Regions from separate parts of the Sus scrofa genome. Here region 1 is linked to region 2. Evidence: chromatin contacts called from public Hi-C data. All regions are on one chromosome and are shown on one strand. The core of a region is the stretch at or near the end of the contact, and the rest is flanking DNA. Distances in the headings are between cores, read along the strand shown.

Region 1 (2,984 bases), core at 55-2,554, 1.0 Mb before region 2:
AGTGGGCTTCCTTCTCTTCCCGGAGTTCCCGTCGTGTCTCAGGGGTTAACGAATCCGACTAGGAACCATGAGGTTGAGGTCTTGCTCAGTGGTAAGGATCCAGCATTGCCGTGAGCTGTGGTGTAGGTTTCAGACGCGGCTTGGATCCCGCGTTGCTGTGGCTCTGGCGTAGGCTGGCAGCTACAGCTCCGATTGGACCCCTAGCCTGGGAACCTCCATATGCCTCGGGAGTGGCCCCCAAAAGGCAAAAAGACAAAAAAAAAAAAAGAGAGAGAACATCAGAGAAATGTGGCAAGTTGTCAGCTGGGGATGGGCGCGCACGCGGGGGCAGGGGTGTCTGTGGAGTATGTAGCCTAATTTCTTTCTTTCTTTCTTTCTTTTTGCTTTTTAGGGCCGCACCTGTGGCATGCGGAAGCTCCCAGGCTAGGGGTCCAATCCGAGCTACAACTGCCGGTCTATGCCACAGCCACAGCAACGCCAGATCCTTAACCTACTGAGCGAGGCCAAGGACAGAACCCGAAACCTCATTGTTCCTACTCTGATTCATTTCCACTGTGCCAGGACAGGAACTCCAGATTGGCTGTGTAAAAACGATGATACCACACTTTACATCAAACAGAGATGGTGGCTGAGGTCAATCGAGCTGGTAGTTACAATCGCTGAATGAATGAATGAATGAATGAATGAATGAAATGACTGGAGTGACTGGAGTGGCAGGCGATGGAGCTCTCTTTTAAGTACTAAGCAATGAATAGCCTGTAAGGATACCATTTGGCGAGGAATGGCGTGGGCAGAAAGCAGTGTTTCAGGAAGATTACCTTTAATTCAGGAACAATATCCTCATTGCCATTCTTGGAAGAATTAGCCTCAGCTAAAAGGTTTGACCAAAGACCTCTCTACAGGACACACTTTTTTGCCTCAGCATACATTTCCTTTTGGAAACCGTGGTTGACCTCCAGCACCAACACTTACTGAGGGCTACTTTTTTACCCTCAGGTTCTTTCCGGCATTTAAAATTTCCAATCCATCTGAGCCATTTTCACTCCATGGGAGCCGTTTCCCGTTTCTGGCGAGTCTGCGAGAACAGACAGTATAATAAGACTCCCAGGACCCAACACCCAGTCCAACTAAGAAGACCCGCTCGGGAGGGGGAGGGTGGGATCCTGCTCCTCACCCTCCACACTTGTAGGGGGCGCTGTCCGTCCTCCGCCCATCTAGTTCGCAGGCGCACGCCCTCCCTCCAGTCGTCAGGCTAGGCCACATCCTCCGACCTAGAGGCCGCGTCAGAGTTCCACGCCGACCAATCAGAACTGTCCATGTACTAGCTGGGGCGGGGCTGCCGAGGTAGGAGGAAGATGGCGGCGGGGGCGAGATGAGGTGTTGGCAGTAGAAAGGGGTTCGGCTGCGGGGGGCGGGGAACGCGGAGCAATGGCCCGCGCCGGCCGCAGGGCCGGATAAAAAGCGGTCGCGCCGCGGGTGTGGGAGGGAGAAGGGAGGACGCCCGGGCGCCACGAGAGTATGACGGGGCTGTACGAGTTGGTGTGGCGGGTGCTGCACGCTCTGCTCTGCCTGCACCGCACGCTCACCTCCTGGCTCCGCGTTCGGTTCGGCACCTGGAACTGGATCTGGCGGCGTTGCTGTCGCGCCGCCTCCGCCGCGGTCCTAGCGCCGCTCGGCTTCACGCTCCGCAAGCCCCCGGCTGTCGGCCGGAACCGCCGTCACCACCGGCATCCACGAGGGGGGTCGGCCTCGGCCGCCGCCCACCCACGACTACGCTGGCGCGCGGACTGCCGTTCTCTGGAGAAGCTGCCTGTGCACATGGGCCTGGTGATCACCGAGGAGGAGCAGGAGCCCAGCTTCTCGGACATCGCAAGCCTCGTGGTGTGGTGTATGGCCGTGGGCATCTCTTACATTAGCGTCTACGACCACCAAGGTGAGGCCTGGAGTGGCGATGCCGGGGCGTCTGTGGCCACAGGGACCGCACCTCCCGCAGGTGTACTTGGGGCGCGCCGTTCACCGCAGTTCTCCCGGCTCCGCGAGTTTACCTGTTCCGAAACTCTTAAGGGCAAATTAGGGTGCTAGCGCTTTCGAGGAAGGGAAATAGGCTTAATTGCACACCTATTAAGTCCCTGATTCGCTTTCAGTCGCTTTCTGTGTATTTAAAAATATTTCTTATTCGTTATAACGTCTCAAGAAGGTGGGTAATGTTTGTATACCCTTGTTTCACAACTGAGGGAGCCGAAATCAACAGAACTCACTGATTTGACCAAAGTTAGAAAGGTAGTAATAGGATTGAAATTTTAGCCAGTCTGTGCTTTTCCTCAGTTTTAGCTTTTTGTTACACCGATGTGGTTCTTCAGAGAAGCTCAAGGCACTGTTGGTAAATCACAGCAAGCTGAGGAGGATTTATGTCTAAGCTCAGTGGTTGGGGACAGGTGGCATTTGAAGTGGGCTTATGAAAAGTACGTGGGAGACTGGATAAGAAGAAAGGAAAGTGGTCACTTTCTGTCATCAGAGGTCTGGGATGATGTGGGATCCTCGATCTCTAGTGGCCAAGGCAGTACTTGACACAGTAATTGTCCTCCCATAAGTTTTAGTTGAGAAAATTTTCACCATAGGGAATTTCTGCAGCTACAAAAATTCAACATTTATGGGGAAGCTACAAATCTAAACCACAGTGCTTGGCATCTGCTTGAGATTCTTACATTTAATTCCAAGGACTCTAGACTTGTGGGGAGTAGACACACACTCACATGAGTGGCATGCTCAGTAATAAATGTTAGGAGTGAGTAACTGCTGTGAGAAGGGGGAAGAGAAATTCTGAATGGAGGAACTTGAGAAGTTAATGGAGAGGAGAGGAGATTTAAGCCAGACATTGAAAGAATGAGTAGGAGATAAGGCTGGGGAAGGCTCTGAATGTTAGCTTGGGTTTCAGTTAAATCCTGAAAGCACTGGAAATTCCTAAGAGGGAAGAGTGATTTAGG
Region 2 (3,227 bases), core at 201-2,700:
ATAATGGTCACTGTTGATTTAAGTATTTTGTTTAGGTTAGGAAATATAAACTCAGCTAAGCAAAAAGTTCCCTGGTGGCTCAGTGAGTTAAGGATCTGGTGTTGCCGCTACGTGGCAAGGGTTTGATACTTCACCTTGGAATTTCCCCATTCCAGGAGTGCAGCCAAAAAAATAAAATAAAAATCAGCTAAGTCTAAAGTAGAAAAAGCATTTGGGAAGGAACAACCAATCATATAGCAATCATATTAATCATTCCAACTAATCAAACAGTAACCATCTAATCATTCACCTAATCATACAGTATTCTCATGATGTGGCCTTTGCTTAAAAGAAAATATCTGGAATCCCAAGAGTGGCTATAAGACAATCTCTAAAGTTCTATAAATGCATATTAAATCTGGAGCCACAAATTTAGCAATTTTAAAGGAAGCCTCACATACGGCAGGAAGAGGGCAGCAGCCGAATTCATGGTTCATATTAAGATTTGGCTTAGTCTTTTCGAAATAACATCACTAAAAAACTAGCATTCACTTTCAACATCTGGGCACAACTGTTCCAAGCAGTTTGCTAACCCTAGAAACATGCTCACCCAGATTTAGACTGGTGGCAGTGTTTTGCAACTTTCAAGTTCCTTTTCCTTTTGACTATTTGAAGATAAAATAAATAAGGCCAAGTTTTGCTACTGTATCCTCTAAGTAAAGTAACGCGCCAACGAAAAAAAAACCTGGGAGTACTCAGACGAGCCAACCTCTAGCTAGATCACAGGGAATCGCAGCCTGCCCACCCGCCGTACCGCCCTCGGGAGGGAGCCACGCCCCTCGAGCCCTAAGCCCCGCCCAAGTAGCACCGCCCCTTCCCCGCCCGCCAGCTTCTTCGCCGCCGGCTCCCCGCGGGCGCTCAGCAAATGTGGAGTAGAGTTGTGCCGAGAGAACCACGTTCCACACTTCCGTCTCTGGTCGCAGGCGGTACCCTACAACAACTTATCAGGTCTCGGACACTTCCCAGGCTCGGCTACGGGCCGTTCTGTCGCCGGCCTGGTCCTGGAGTTCATTAGTTTTGGAACTAACCAGGTGTGGGTGAAACCTGGGATGCCCTGCAGGAGAAATAAATAATGGTAAAACGAGGCAGCGGTCTCACTTACTGGCGGATACGCGGAGTCAGAAGTCCCCGGGAGAACGCTGCTCCCAAGGCCGAGGGGCGAACAGAACTCAGGCCGAGTGGTGGAGTCGCGCCGGGGCTGGAGAGGCGGGAGGAGGCCCCAGATGGGGGCGGGGCAGGGCCGCTCCAGGCGCAGTCGGCCGCGGGGGCGCGCAGGCTCCGGCGGGCCCGCCTCGCGCCCGGGTGAGACAGAAGCCACGCGGGCGGCTCGGTCGGGCCCGCGCTCCCGACGGACGCCGGGCCGCGCACCGCCTCAACTTGGCGGCTCTGGTGGCTCTTCCGGTGAAGAAACGGGCGGGCGCGCGCCCCGCCAGGCGCCGTGGGAGGAGAGAGGCGGGGCGGGGCGGGGCGGGACTGGCTGGGAGGGTCCCGGGCGGGGCAAGGCGGGGCGGGCCTGGCCGGGAGGAAATCCACCCCCCCCACCCCGGGCGGGCCGGCGGAGCGGGCGCCGGGGAGGGGCCGGGCTGTGCGCTGTTCTTGAGAGGTTGTGCGGTTTGAGCTAAGATATCTGCCAGACTTAAGCCCACAAAGATTTTCGCCCATGTTTTCTTACAAGAAATTTCAAAATGAAATTTTTATGTGTAGGTCTATGATCCATTTAGAGGTAATTTTGAGATATGATGCAAAGTACGGATCTTGGGTAACTTTTTGGCATGTGAACCATTTATGGAGAGAACTTTTTCCACTGCATAGCCTTTGCACCTGTTCAAAAATCAGTTGTCCTTATGTATGTTGGTCTAAGACTTAAATTCTGTTCCCAGGTTCTCTCGTTTATGAAAACACGACGTTGTCTTAATTACTCTAACTGTAATGAGTCTTGAAATCAGATAGTATTTGGCTTCCAATTTTGCTCTCTTTCAAAGTTGTTTGGGCTCTTCTGTTCACATATGAATTGTAAACCCAGCATGTCATTTTCTGTTGAAAACCTGGGATTTTTGTTGGGGTTACATAGAATCTCTAGGTCAATATGGGAAGAATTTACTTGATCATTTATTTTGGTGTTATATAATTTCAACAATGTGTGATCTTTTATCTCTCAAATTTATCCCAAAAATCATGAGGAAAGAGGAAACATACTTTTGATGCTACGAATATGATATTTTCAATTTCTGGTGGTTCTTTTCTAGCATGTAGAAATACAATTGATTTTTAAAATTTTATTAAATTTTTAATAATAAAATTTATTTTTCCTAGCAAAATTGAGCAGGAAGTACAAAGATTTACCACATAATCCTTGCCCCCCCCCCACACACATATACAGTCTCCCTCACTATCAATATCCCTTTACCAGAGTGGTGCATTTGTTAGAACTAATGAACCTGGATTAACACCTCATCACTCAAAGTCCATGGTTTATAGTAGGGTTTGTTCTAGGTGTTACACATTGTCAGTTTTGACAGACATATAAAATGTATCCAGCACTGTAGTGTCATGCAGAATAGTTTCAAGGCCCTAAAAATCTGTGTTCTGGTTATTCATCCCTCCCACCCACCTAAGCCCTAGCAACAACTGATCTTTTTTTTACTGTTTCCATAGTTCTCCAGGATATCATATTGTCAAAATCGAAATCGAAATCGTATAGTATGTTGCCTCTTCAGATTGGCTTTTTCACTTAGTAACATATATTCTTAAATTATGTTTTTTCTTTAAAAAAATTCCTTATACCTTTCTACGATTGGCATCTCATTTGTTCTTGGCACTGAATGATATTCCATTGTCTGGATGTACCACATTTTATTTATCCACTTACCTATGGAAGGACATTCTGGTTGCTTCCAGGTTTTGCCAGTTGTAGATAAAGCTGCTATATATACCTGCATGCAGATTTTTGTGTGGACCTAAGTTTTCAGCTCCTTTGGGTAAATACCAAGGAGCATGATAGTTGGATCATCTGGTGTGGTATGTTCAGTTTTGTAAGAAATTACTAAAATGTCTTTCAAAGTAGGTGTACCATTTTACATTCTAACCAGCCACGAATGAGAGTTCCTGTTGCTCCGCATCCCTTCCAGCATTTGGTGTTATTTTGAATTTTAACCATTCAAAAAGGTGTGTAGTATCTCATTGTTGTT

Evidence for each region. Hi-C and Micro-C count contacts between places; a contact is called where the count stands out from the background.
Region 1: a contact with region 2 is called in a Hi-C map of liver, with 8 times the contacts expected there. The contact joins the promoter of NUS1 here to the promoter of MCM9 in region 2. A contact is called at or near these places in 1 of 47 Hi-C or Micro-C datasets (liver) and 1 of 2 datasets of contacts at active chromatin or transcription factors (alveolar macrophages).

Annotation. Positions count from the first base shown.
Region 1 is chr1:44,184,544-44,187,527 of Sscrofa11.1, reverse strand. NUS1 (dehydrodolichyl diphosphate synthase complex subunit NUS1) reads left to right here and starts at 1,304. Exons shown (of 5, transcript XM_001928072.7): 1 at 1,304-1,933. The coding sequence starts at 1,519.
Region 2 is chr1:43,170,129-43,173,355 of Sscrofa11.1, reverse strand. It overlaps MCM9 (DNA helicase MCM9), which reads right to left and starts at 1,450. Exons shown (of 16, transcript XM_003353232.4): 1 at 1,142-1,450.